Linked DNA regions of Mus musculus: regions 2 and 3 are each linked to region 1. Evidence: chromatin contacts called from public HiChIP or PLAC-seq and promoter capture Hi-C data. All regions are on one chromosome and are shown on one strand. Each heading gives the region's core, a stretch centred on a gene start, on an enhancer-like site or on the middle of the called end of the contact. The rest is flanking DNA. Distances are from core to core; before and after follow the strand shown. Region 1 holds the start of Alg13 (asparagine-linked glycosylation 13). Region 2 holds the start of Tmem164 (transmembrane protein 164). Region 3 holds the start of Lhfpl1 (lipoma HMGIC fusion partner-like 1).

Evidence for each region. Promoter capture Hi-C pulls out the DNA fragments that hold promoters and counts their contacts. HiChIP or PLAC-seq counts read pairs in DNA pulled down with a chosen protein or histone mark.
Region 2: a contact with region 1 is called in a promoter capture Hi-C map of liver, with 3 times the contacts expected there. The contact joins the promoter of Tmem164 here to the promoter of Alg13 in region 1.
Region 3: a contact with region 1 is called in an H3K27ac HiChIP or PLAC-seq map of large pre-B cells, with 5 times the contacts expected there. The contact joins the promoter of Lhfpl1 here to the promoter of Alg13 in region 1. A contact is called at or near these places in 2 of 39 promoter capture datasets (pre-B cells and second pharyngeal arch cranial neural crest) and 1 of 115 datasets of contacts at active chromatin or transcription factors (large pre-B cells).

The regions. Positions count from the first base shown.
Region 1 is chrX:144,316,146-144,320,217 of GRCm38.p6, reverse strand. Alg13 (asparagine-linked glycosylation 13) reads right to left here and starts at 2,252. Exons shown (of 4, transcript NM_026247.3): 1 at 2,097-2,252; 2 at 157-319. The coding sequence starts at 2,177. Gm33235 (a long non-coding RNA gene) reads left to right here and starts at 2,237. Exons shown (of 2, transcript XR_878274.2): 1 at 2,237-2,629; 2 at 3,351-4,072.
Region 2 is chrX:142,679,730-142,683,801 of GRCm38.p6, reverse strand. It overlaps Tmem164 (transmembrane protein 164), which reads right to left and starts at 2,076. Exons shown (of 7, transcript NM_001199360.1): 1 at 1,863-2,076; 2 at 853-1,511. The coding sequence starts at 1,239.
Region 3 is chrX:145,347,034-145,351,105 of GRCm38.p6, reverse strand. Lhfpl1 (lipoma HMGIC fusion partner-like 1) reads left to right here and starts at 2,167. Exons shown (of 4, transcript NM_178358.4): 1 at 2,167-2,311.

The DNA.
Region 1 (4,072 bases), core at 1,003-3,502:
GGCCTTCCCCTCTCACTTGCTGTACTTACAGGTATAAGCCAACATGCTAGGCACGTACCTTACCACTGAATTACATATCAAGCCCTCTTTAATTCAATCTGAAAAAGTGTCTACTTCTTTTAAAACACAGACCCCCAAGATTCTCAGATACTTTACCTGCGTGGCTAATGACAAGATCAGCTTGCTGAAGGTCTTCTTTCAAAGAATCCTTATACCTGTAAACATCCAGAGTGAATGACTCAGTACGGAATGGTTTGGGCACCACAGTGCCTCTACCAACTTGGAGGACAAGATGGTTGTAACCCAGACTCTCGAGGATCTAAAACAGGAAAATAAGAAAACGGCGCTTTTAAAGGCGCTTTTAAATTCTTTCGAGAACGCCAGTCAAGCAAGCCCCAAGTTGCAGCTCAAAAGCAGCAGCCAGACATGTGAAAGCCATCTGCGGCCTACCAGTTTTCAAAATTAACCCTTTTTCCCCCAAGTCAGGGCACCGCCAAGGAACCTCACTTACCACCCACCAGCACAAAACAAGTGGAGCACAGAACAAGTGTACCTTGAAGGAGGAGGAGGAGTGGAGGAGAACGAGGTGGGAACCAAGGGAGGAGCTTGTTTAGGTCCCACCAGAAGAGCTGAGTCACAACAAAGCAGTAGGGGGTCACCGCCTGAGCCACCCAGAGGGAAAGACCCTCTTTACCTGTTCAAGGACTCGAATAAACAGCACATCAGGGCAATCAATTACTGGCTGGGAGTGGTCTGGAGCCAAAGTGCAACAGGATGACCTGCTACCAGGTGGGGAGAGGGAGGGGGTCTCGAGCCAAAGTGTCACGGGGCCACCTGTGGCGCGCGAGGAGGGGGTCTCGAGCCAAGGTGTCACGGGGCCACCTGTGGCGCGCGAGGAGGGGGTCTCGAGCCAAAGTGTCACGGGGCCACCTGTGGCGCGCGAGGAGGGGGTCTCGAGCCAAAGTGTCACGGGGCCACCTGTGGCGCGCGAGGAGGGGGTCTCGAGCCAAGGTGTCACGGGGCCACCTGTGGCGCGCGAGGAGGGGGGTCTCGTGTCACGGGGCCACCTGTGGCGCGCGAGGAGGGGGGTCTCGAGCCAAGGTGTCACGGGGCCACCTGTGGCGCGCGAGGAGGGGGTCTCGAGCCAAGGTGTCACGGGGCCACCTGTGGCGCGCGAGGAGGGGGTCTCGAGCCAAGGTGGCGCTAGGCAACCCTTTTACCGGCCTGGAGACGTGGGCCTGAAGCACTAAAGGGCAACCAACCATTACCAGCCCGAGGATGGAGGGCGTGGACCGAGGTGCTGCAGGGAAAACCAATACCACCACGAGGGGGCTGGGGGGGGGGTCGCCCACACACAGACCCTGCAGGGCAGAACCGCGTCCCGCCTGAGAGGGGGGCGCCTCGCGGACAGAGGCACAGTGAGGGAAAACCGTTTGCCATCCTAGAGGAAATGGGGGGTCGTGGGCCAAGGCCTTACGGTCGGTGGGAAGGAGGGGGAAACATTAACGGCTTAAGGGGATGGGGTCAGCGCCAGCGCCTCAGAGCAACCTGTTCCCTGGTGGAGGGGCTTAAGTGGGGGAGTCGCGGACGAAAGGGCCGCCAGCAAAACCCCTGACTGGCCTGAGAGGGTGGGAAGTCACAGACAGGGGCGCCAAGGGGCCCGACAGAGCTTCGGGGAGGGACCGAGCCACGGAAGCCAGACGTGGAAGTAGTCGAGGCCCGGGGAGGAGGCTCCGGGAGGCGCAAGGGCTGAGAGGAGACCCAGCAGGGGCGGTGCTGGAGAGAGGCCGTGGGGAGACGGGAGTCGCAGGGAGAGAGTGCCAAGGGACACATGACAGTCGTGGGGGAACGCCGTGGGAGGGCCAGTGAGGTCGCATGAAGGGGCTGAAGCGGGAGGGAGAAGAAACGGCGGGGTGGGGGACTGGCGGAGCCGTGGGCTAGGGCACAGCAGAGCAGGAGCCACAGCCGCCAAGCTTCCTTTCAGCTCCCCCGGCGCCTCGGGAAGGCGAGCAGAGCTTAAAGCGGCCAGCACCAAGCAGCCCGAGCTGCCCGCCGCCCGCCGCCCGCCGCCCGCCGGCCGCCCAGCCCCGACTCACCTGAACGCAGTCGTTAGCGACCACCCGTGCGACGAGCTCGTCGAAACTGGTGGTCCCGACAGTCACAAACGCTCTCTTCATCGCGCGGGTTCCAGATTCGGAATTGCGGGAGCGGATGTGACGTCAGGCGGCTCGCACCAATGCCAGAGGGGAAACGGGAGGTGGGGGGAGGAGGCGGAAGTCCATGGCGTGCGGCACGCTGCCTTTGGGAATGCGTCCGGGAGAGGCGGAAAATTCGACTCGCTAGGGCGCTCCCTCCTTCCCCAGCACTACCAAGCAGTAGTGGGTGAAGCGCTTCAGGCATAGAGCCTGCGGGTTGTCCGAGTCCCAGCATGGCCGGCAATGCTTTATACCCTTTGCAGGTAGCGCAGGTGTTAGCTATCAAAAAGTATGGAAACTTGCCAAGTGCAATTTCTGTCGACTGAGAAAAAGGAGACACCCTGAACACCTACTAAACAGTGTTTAAGTACCGCAAATCTTGCCCTGATAAGTCTGAGATGTTCCTGTGACAACATAAACGTCCACTACTCTTGGTTCGTATGAGCCTTTTGCAATAAGAATAGCTCTTGTCAGGCAAACCTTACTAGATCTTTGAGGTGCACTTTTAGCCCTGGCATAGTAGTTCACGAGTCAAGAGGACTGATTGCTGGGAGCTCCAAGTCAGCAATAGATAGATAGATAGATAGATAGATAGATAGATAGATAGATAGATAGATGATAGGCAGGTAATGAAGACTTAGAAAAAAAAGATAAACATTCAGCTACAGTAAATGATATTGGACTGTTTTGTTTTAGCTCTGCTGTGAAAGTAAGGAAGTGAGGTTTTATTTGATGCATTTATTTTGGATAGTTTTTTAAAGACAGTGTATCCGGTAGCCCAGGCTGACTTAGAATTCCCTATATAGCTCAGGATGACCTTGATCTGGTAAACTGGCCTGGCAGCGTCACAACTATGGGTTCTTGGGATTGGTTTTTTGTTTTTTGTTTTTTAATCTTTTTTTTCTTTTGTTATTTTTTTAATTTTCTTTGGATTGGTGTTTTAATGGACTGTAATAAACAATAACAAGCTGTAACACTACTTGGGTGATCAGAGGCTGGGGGAAATGATTTTTTTTACTTAATACTCTTCATGGACCAAGTATTATGGTAGATAAATCTCGTCTCATTTTGTCAGACATTGTTTTGGTGCTGTTAGGAAGAGCTAGTGCTTAGATGAGCTGAAGTGTCATAATGTTGATATTTTTCTTTTAACAGGACCTCAAGATTTCTGAAATTCCTAAATTATATTACTTTGTTTTATCCAATCTACTTCCATCTATGCTAGCATGCAACAAAGATCCTGCTCTCTGAGCCAGGGAAATGGCAGCTTAGATGAAAGCACCGGTATCTAAGCCTCACGACCTGACTTCATCCCCAGGACCCATGTGATGGGGGTAGGAAACCAACTCCTATAAGTTGTTTTCCAGCCTGAGACATGCTCAACATAGCGCATGCACCACCCCCATAGAGAATCAAATACTTAAAGGTAACGCACGTGTTTTAAATTGTTCTTTATCAGCTCCGCACAGTAGCACACAGCTGTAATCAAGTTACCCAAGATTGGATGAGAGCCTCAGCCAGGTAACCAGACCAACTAAGCTAAGCCACCCACCAATATTCAATAAGTCGACTATAGAGCTAAGTAGACTTGGACCAAAAGCAGCTGAGGTATCTATCTGGTGGTGGAACAATATGACTGCACACCGCAGTGGTGACCAGCTCCACTTTCTTGAGAGCCATCTACAAGGACAAGAGAAGCAGCAGTCCCTGCTCTCCCAACCAACAACAGTGAGGTCTTCATGCCTGCTCACCCAAGAGGAGAAGGTGGTGTCCATTTACTAAGCCTGCCAGGGCATGGAGTGACCTCTGCAGCCAAGTGAGCCATGTGAAGGAGTCAGGAGGGGAGGGGCTCCAGCTCCAGCCTGAAAACCTTCAAA
Region 2 (4,072 bases), core at 827-3,326, 1.6 Mb after region 1:
TTTCCACAGCCTGGAATCTAAAAGTCCTGATTGCCTTCCCTTTCTTCCTTTTCTCCTCAAGCTGCAGGAAGTTAGAGCCTCAGAACTTCCCTGAGCAGGCCTAGGAAAGAACAGATTACTGGTACCCAGCTGGCAACTTCCCCTATCAATCCCATTTGCTTGTCTTAGCATAGCTTAATGGGTAAGAGGTCAGGGAAGCAAAAGAAGTCAGCTTTCTTGAACACCCTTGGAGCATAGGACGGAGACTTCAAGTGGTAAGATGGAGAAGTTTGAAAAAAGGAAAACCCCTCTCACACGGGATCGCGATCTCCAGCCTGTGAGGAAATTAGGTTGCTCAAGTATCTTACAACCTAAAAGCTGACCTCACCCCGAGAGCAGACACCCTGAAATGAAAGAGTCATTAAGAGAAACCCCTAAAACTATTCCCCCCAATGTACCACAGTGGAGACAAAGAAGCTTGTGTGACCACCACCTCCAGGAAAGCCTGTCACCAGGCCCCTTGGGAAACTACTACAAAAGGCAGGAGTGCTGGCCATGCGCCACAGATGTGATCCTGAATGGTCACCTAGCTGGGGCTGGACTTCCTGCTGGTGAAAAGGCCAGGCCCCAGCAGAGCTGAGATGGGAGGGGCATGGGGCTCCAAGTGCAAGTCATTTCTAGGGTTCACCTCCACTGTGGGGCTGACCTGTTGTGCAATGCTGAAGTTTACTAGCACAAAAGCGGATGCTGGTTGGAAAAGCATTTGTAAGGGTCCCACTTCCCACGGGAACGAAGTGCTCTACACACCAGTGTCCTGAGCACGCTAATGACTCTTATCACTTAGGCTGCCCAGGAAAAAGTCAACAGACTCACATGCATCATGGTGACCAGGTGACAAGGGTTGAGCAGGTAGATGACGGTCTTGGTGGCGAACTTAAAGCCCACCTCCACCCCGAAGATCAGGCACAGGGCTACTAAGAGCAGATTCTTGCTCAGGCTCTCCTTGCCTTCCTCTGGCCGCTGGGTCACCTGCTGTGGCTGGCTGCTACGGCCACCCCTACCGTCCTCCTTCTGCCTCAGGATGTGCCGCAGGGCCACCAGGATCTCCAACAGGGCCAGGGTCAGGACCACCACACTTTCCAGCAGCCGCTGCTGCCAAGACAGGAAGGCAGCACAGTCGGGGCCCCCATTGCCTGCAAAACTGGGGTCGACGCCCCCATAGAGCCAGTCCAGGAGACTTTGGTAGCTATACCGGGACATGATGCAAAGTGGCTCCACTTGACTACGGTACAGGAAGCAAGAGCGAGATGGAACACGAGACCGAAGGGTTGCCCGGGCGGTGGAACATGTAAGGAGGGCACACCCGCACCCCCCTCTGGACACTGGGGCACCTAGAACAGGGGAGGGAAAGCTACACGCGAGGCCCGGGATAAAGTGCTGGCTCTAACTTGTCCCCACGGCTGTCTGGGGAGCCCCCCGCGCTTCTCCAGTGGCCACCAACGAGGCAGGGTTGAAAGGAGCCGTTGGCCAATCTAAAAGGAAGGAGAGGAAAAAAAGGTCTCAAAGAGGCAATTGCACGGGAATTAACGAAGCGGGGAGGGGTAACTAGTGAGGGAAGAAAAGGGGAACGGGAGTGGTGGCCAAGCAAGCACGGGTGAAGGCAAGTTGGAGGCCAAGAGGGTCAGGACTGGGACCTAGGGGGCCCGGCACTAGGCACTGCCGAGGGAGCCAAGCGGGAGGCAGAAGGGGGTGAGAGAGAGAGGGGACACGCGGAGGCTAGGAGAGAAGCTAGCAGGGCTGGGCAGGCGGGGAGGGCGACGGGGAGGGCAGGGACGCCGGACTCCTCGTCTCAGCCACTCCACGAGAGGGGGGGGGGGTCTTACTCCTGCAACCGCGTGGCCGTCTCTGCCCCCAGCTAGCAACTTCGCCGCCGACGGGGCCCCCTCTCCAGCCAATTTAGAGCAGTCCCGGTCCAGCCTCCCGCCCCTGGGTACACCCCCGAACCCCCAGCTCCACCCCCCCTGGCCCCTCACGCCCGCCCTCCGGGCCAGCGCCACCCTCAGCCCTCCGCCTGCTCCGGACCAGCCCCCCAGGCGCAGGCGGGCGGCGGGAGGAAGCCGAGAGGGAGGGCGGGGACGCGGGGCCAGCCAGGGGCCGGGCCATGGGGCCGCCACCCTCCGCCCCGCCGCCACCGCTCCATCTTCCCGCTCCTCCTCGTCCGGCCCCCCGAGGACTGGCCGCCGAGTCCCCCTGGGGCTCCACTCACCCGCTGCTCGGCTCCGCTGCCCGGGCTCCACCGAACTCTCCGTCTCCCCTCACTCCCCGCAGCCCCAGGCGGCACTCGGCTGGGCTCCCCAGGCGGCCGCAGCAGCAGCAGCAGCCGCCACCGCCGCCGCTCCGGCTCCTCCTCCTTGCCTTCCTCCCCCGGCAGCCGCCGCTCGCTTCCTCCGGTTTCCCCTCCCTCTCTCCACCCCCTCGTCGCCAACTCCCTCCACCTTCGGCCCTCCTCCCGTCCACTTCACCCCCTCCCTACACACACACACACACACACACACTCCTCCGATCCACTTCACTCCCTCCCTACACACACACATACACACACACACACACACACATACACACGTCTTCAAGCCACCACTGCCCCGCCTCGCAGCCTTCCCTCCACAGCCTACCCACTTCGTCCTCGCTTCCCACCTCCTGCCCTGCTTCCTCTCTGCTCCCCACCCCACCCCACCCCACCCCCGCCCCCACCCTGCTACCCTCGGAGGCCCCATCCCCGCCTCTTTCCTCCTCCTTCTCCAGCCTGGTCTTCTGCACTCCAAGCGTGCACTCGCGCACAGTTTTGCTCTTTCGCCACTGTGACTGAATTCACCTCCCCACCTAAGCCTGGCGGACTAACTCCTCCGTTGACCTGGTTCTCGGGCCACTACTTTGCATACCTGACCACATACTGGGCACTCAGCCGGTCCTCGCTAACTTCTAGGAGTAAGGCTGTGAAACTGATGGACAGGCTTTAGCTTGGGGAGTGTGCTGAGTATGGACTTCCTGCTTCCTCCCTTCGGCCTTGAAATGGGAGATTCAAAAAAAAAAAAAAAAAAAGACCATAAAAGTATTGCTCACCTTCTTGTCACAGCCTCACTTTCTTCTTGAGTGCCTAAATTTGAGGATTTCTCCTCGGACTCCTTCTAACCCAGCTCTGATGCTTTTCTCTCTCTCCCCCCTCCCCCCACCCTACACAAACCTTGCTGGCTCTCTCCCTCCTTCCCTCCTGCCGTCCTTCTTCCTCTCCGCCCCCTTCCGACCACAGCGAACCTTCAGTGATAGACTTGGTGGAGGAAAAGAAGATTCTCCTGACCTCTTTCCCTCCCCACCCCCGTCCCCCACCCGCAGAGAGAGACAGAGACAGAGACAGAGAGACACAGAGAGCGAGAGACAGAGAGAGCGCAGCTGCTTCCTAACCCCACCTTGGAAAGAACAGCCAGGAAAAGTGAGCGCTAGCTGGGTCCAGGGGGCCCCCTCTTCTCTGACGCTCTCTACCTCGTGGCTGGGCTGGCTCCTCTAAGGGCCGGTAATTAAGGAAAGAACTACTCAGAATGTACCTCATATTGGTTTAATATTTATTGCAGACTCGCATACGTTAGAAGAATATCCAGAAAAACCACAGTTAGGTACCTTGCTTAGGAAACACTTTCTGATGTCGACTGTAAGCCAGTCTTAAGATGTAAACTACAGTCTCCTGGATTATCAGGCCGATACCTTCCCATCCTTTGCAACCTAACAAATACAGCCAGGCAAGCTTGTCTGACTTTAAGCTTTTTGAAGCATCCACCAAAGGCAGGATGTTTTTCAAGAGGCTAACTAATAAAGAATGGCCAGGAACAAGATCAGTTCAGAGGCACTCACTTGGCCCTCCTTAGGCGGTTTTGTTGTTGTTGTTGTTGTTGGTTTTTTGGGGTTTTGTTTTGTTTTGTTTTTTCTGAATCTCGGCTGTATGACCAAAGAACAAAGTGAGGGGGCTCCGAGCACAGGAATGTAGCATCTGGAGGCCTCAAGTTCCTTATCTTTGAAGAAGGATGACAATATAGCTCATAGG
Region 3 (4,072 bases), core at 918-3,417, 1.0 Mb before region 1:
TCCTTTATAAGACTTGCCTTGGTCATGGTGTCTCGTTACAGCCATGGAAACCTTAACTAAGACAGTTAATACTTACTTATTTTTAATGAAAGAAGGCATAACACTCCTCTCTACATCAGTGTTTCTCAACTATTCTGATACTGCTACCCCTTTAATAGAGTTCTCCATGTTGTCTTGACCTCTAACTCTATAGAATTATGCTGTTGCTACTTTATAACTATAGTTTGGTTACTGTTATGAACTGTAATGTAAATATCTGATATGCGGGATACCTGATATGTGACCCCTGCAAAAGGGTAGGTCAACCCGCTATAAACCTACAAGTTGAAAACAACTGATTTACACACATAGTTCTATATATGAAGCAGTGACTCCTAAGCAGATAACAACTGGGAGAGTGTCTAAAATTTCAAGGGAACTTATACTACTAAATGTCAGACTACTACAAGTTATATGCAAGAAGTCAGCTGGCCCTCCCTGCAGGAAGTGCCTCAGTAAGCTCTTATTACAGATGGGAATGTCATTTATCAGTATGTTTGGGAAGAAAAAACATGGTTAAAAACTGCTGATGGGAAATAGCTTGATAAATGAATATATGCATGAATATAGATGATAAAAGACAGGGCAGGATTTATGCATGTATCTAGGCAGATGAGAAAAGTTTAGTAGGCTCATTAAATAATTATAGCCCAATGAATATATCAAACTACTAATTCCTTTAGTTTTGCCTTGTGTACTTTTGCTGTAAGATGCAGAAATACAAGATTGCTAGTGCTCAGAGCATACTTTTGAAGGCAATCAGGAAGCATCAATATTTGGGATCCACTAAGACTGTTCTGTTAAGTCTTCTTCCTTATAACTTAGTTCGAGTCAAGTTCCTTTTTCACAAGGCATCTAGACTGAAGGGGAAATAAGAGCCACACGCAGAAGTGCACAATAGAGATGATGATAGGTCTCCAAAAAGAAGTAGAGTGTGCCAGGGATACTCATACCTGAGAGATGATATTATCCCGGGGCAGAGCATCAGACAAGGTTCATTCCTTTTCAGATCACTCAGTTTGTTTTCCAAGTGGAAAAGGGCAGTTCCTGTGCTGTTAGATAAGTTGGGCACTGATGTTTGGCTCTACTCCTATTTCAATAGGTATTACTTCCCTTTCAATGTATGGCTTGAGTAAGTTCTTAGGGTTTTGTTTGTTTTCACGATCATCTAGCTAGGTAACTCAGGTTAGCATTGAACTTGTGATCTTCCTGCCTCAGGCTCTGGCACACTGGGATTACAGTTGTGTGCCACTACACGTAGTTCTTCATCATTTTGTGTCTTTTAATTTTACATATTATTATTCCTGTTTGTGTGAAACCTATGTGAGTATGAATATGGGCACGTACATGCCAGAGCATGTTTATGGGGTTCGGAGCACAACTTTCAAGAATCTGTTCTCTCCTTCTACCATAGGGTCTGAGGAGCAAACATGGGTCTTGAGGTTGTGTAGAAAGCACTTTGATACATGGACATAAATCTCTCCAGTCCTCAGTTGTTTTCTTAAAGGTCAGGTTGTGTTAACAGAGTCACAAATTTCTCTATCAGAGTATTATTTTCCCCAAAACAATAGATAACAGTTTGAGGGAAAATTCTATTCTCTCAGTCTACCACCCTCTGCCCCAGAGTGCCTAATACTTGTGGTCGAGATTATTTGGGTGTTCGGGGAAAAGTTAGGGAGAACCTCTGTTCCACAGCTGCCATTCAGCAAGTGAGGAAGAGACATAGAGTGGCTACACACACACACACACACACACACACACACACACACACACACACACACACACACAGGGCGGAGGGGGAAGCAGAGAGAGAGAAGGAGAGAAAGGGGGAAGGTGGAGGGAAGATGGGAGGGAGGCAGACAGAGGAGACAGAGGCAGACATCTACACACACACACACACACACACACACACACACAGAGAGAGAGAGAGAGAGAGAGAGAGAGAGAGAGAGAGAGCCAGCCCTTGGCAGCTGGGATGTGGGTGGTGAAAGGGTGAGAGCCCAGTGCTAGCTGAGCTGGTTTCTGCTTCAAGTGCCTGCATGTCAGAGGGTGAGTTTGAAGCCTCCAGCGTAGTTGGAGTTAATTCCCATTAAGCTGGACTCCTCCCCTCTCTCCCAAAGGTAAAGCAAGGTTTTCAGGCATCACTGCAAAGAGCAACTGGGAATCCCATCCCTGTCTGACAAGCTGTGAGAAGTTCTTATTTTCTCTCTCTCTCTTCTCAAATCTGAACCAGGCGAAAGGGAACAAGTCAATCAGCCTTCGTGGTTAGAAGGTAAATATGCAGCTTGGGCAAATGCAACTGAAGCAGCTGGAAGAGACCCCTGCTTTGCTCTCCCCTTGCTCAGCCCTTCTTGCCTGCTTCCTTTCTCAGGCTTCCTGTCCTTTCATGTCAAAGCGCAAAGAAGTTGGTTTTCTTCCCAAGGGCAGCCTGCTGTAGTTTTACTTCCTCATAGTTGGTTGTTTGCCTAGTCTTATGAGGGGATCAGTGCTGGTTTCTTATTTCATATTGACAAGGTTTGAAGACCTAAGGGTTAAGAGCAAGCTGTGTTCCCCCAAGGGACTTGGTAACCTGAGGAGAGGAAGGCAGACTTTCCCTGGGAGTAGAGGGAGGGATTTTGTTCTGACTTGTCTATCCAAGTAAAAAACGGATCTGATTTCCCGATGTGGTAGGGCAATGTCTTAGACTCGCTTAAATTGAAATTACAGGACTGAAACAAGAATCAGGTTAAACTAATGTGCAGATGTTGAGGTCAGTAGGGCTGGAGTTAAATCTTGGCATTCATTTGGTAGCTGTGAGTTCCTACTATGTGCCACATGTGATTTACAAGGAAGCTGAAAGGTGTTAATTATTAATCCATGCTAAGAAAGAACACTTAGCCAAGTGGTTTTATTTTTTGGTGGGAAAGAAAAATAGAAGCCCAGGAGCAACAACTGTTAGAGGGGATTCAAGGAGACAGGATGGCGTGGGAGAGGGCTGATTTTCTTCTGAGTAACATCAAATTATCTCTATTATTCAACAATGCTGTCTTCTTTGCTAGCATGGAAAAGAATTTATACCAACCCTGTTGTTATGTAATATATACCATGTATGATATGGTTTACTTGTATTTCATGCCATTGTTTCCAGTGAAATAGAAACCCAAAGGGTTGAAGTGATTTCCCCCCACCACACCCCATATTCACACCACTTTAAGGGGAAGACTTCAGGAGTCTGCATCATATTTGACTCCAAAATCTCACTCATTTCCACTAAATGAGTATTCCCTCTTCAGTCCTGAGTTTCCATCAGAAAAATTGCAATTTCTCATGAACTCAAGTTTGGTGAATCTGAGGAGGGAGGGAGGGAGAGAGAGTGAGTGAGAGCGAGGGAGTGAGAGAGAGAGAGAAAGAGAGAGAGAGAGAGAGAGAGAGAGAGAGAGAGAGAGAGAGAGAGAGAGATCACAATTTCTACTTTGAAAAAGCATCTAGAGTGATTTTGATGCAGGGGAGTTAGAGAGCTCTTCATTCAGAGACTTTTTTTTTCCTGTGCCATGCAGCATCCTAGCTATTTTGAACTGAGTGCAAAACCATTTCACCTGCCTTCTAGTTAGCTGTGGTGGCATTTTATTCTGAGGACCTGGAATAGAAGGTTCACTGCATAGCAATAGCATGGTGTAGTTATGAACCTAAAGGTGGTGGAAAATGCATGCCTTTCCAATCATTCATTCCCTTGTCGCTAAGGCTTTATCCTTATCTTGAAAGAGCAACTGAGGGGCAGCTTAGAATGGCCTGATAGTCTGTGGGAAATTCCCTACACAAACAGACCACCACTGAAGATAGGGCACTGGGATTCTGTGCAACTAGATTCCTCTCTGTTTGATAAAGCATAGACAGATAAGTGTTCAGGAAGTGGCATTTTAGGATCAGGAGAAGCCCATATGGAATTTAGGGAAGTCACCTGAGTTACATTTTCTTTTTAAAAAAATCTATGTATTTTATATATGTAAGTACACTCTAGCTGTCTTCAGACACACCGGAGGAGGTAATCATATCC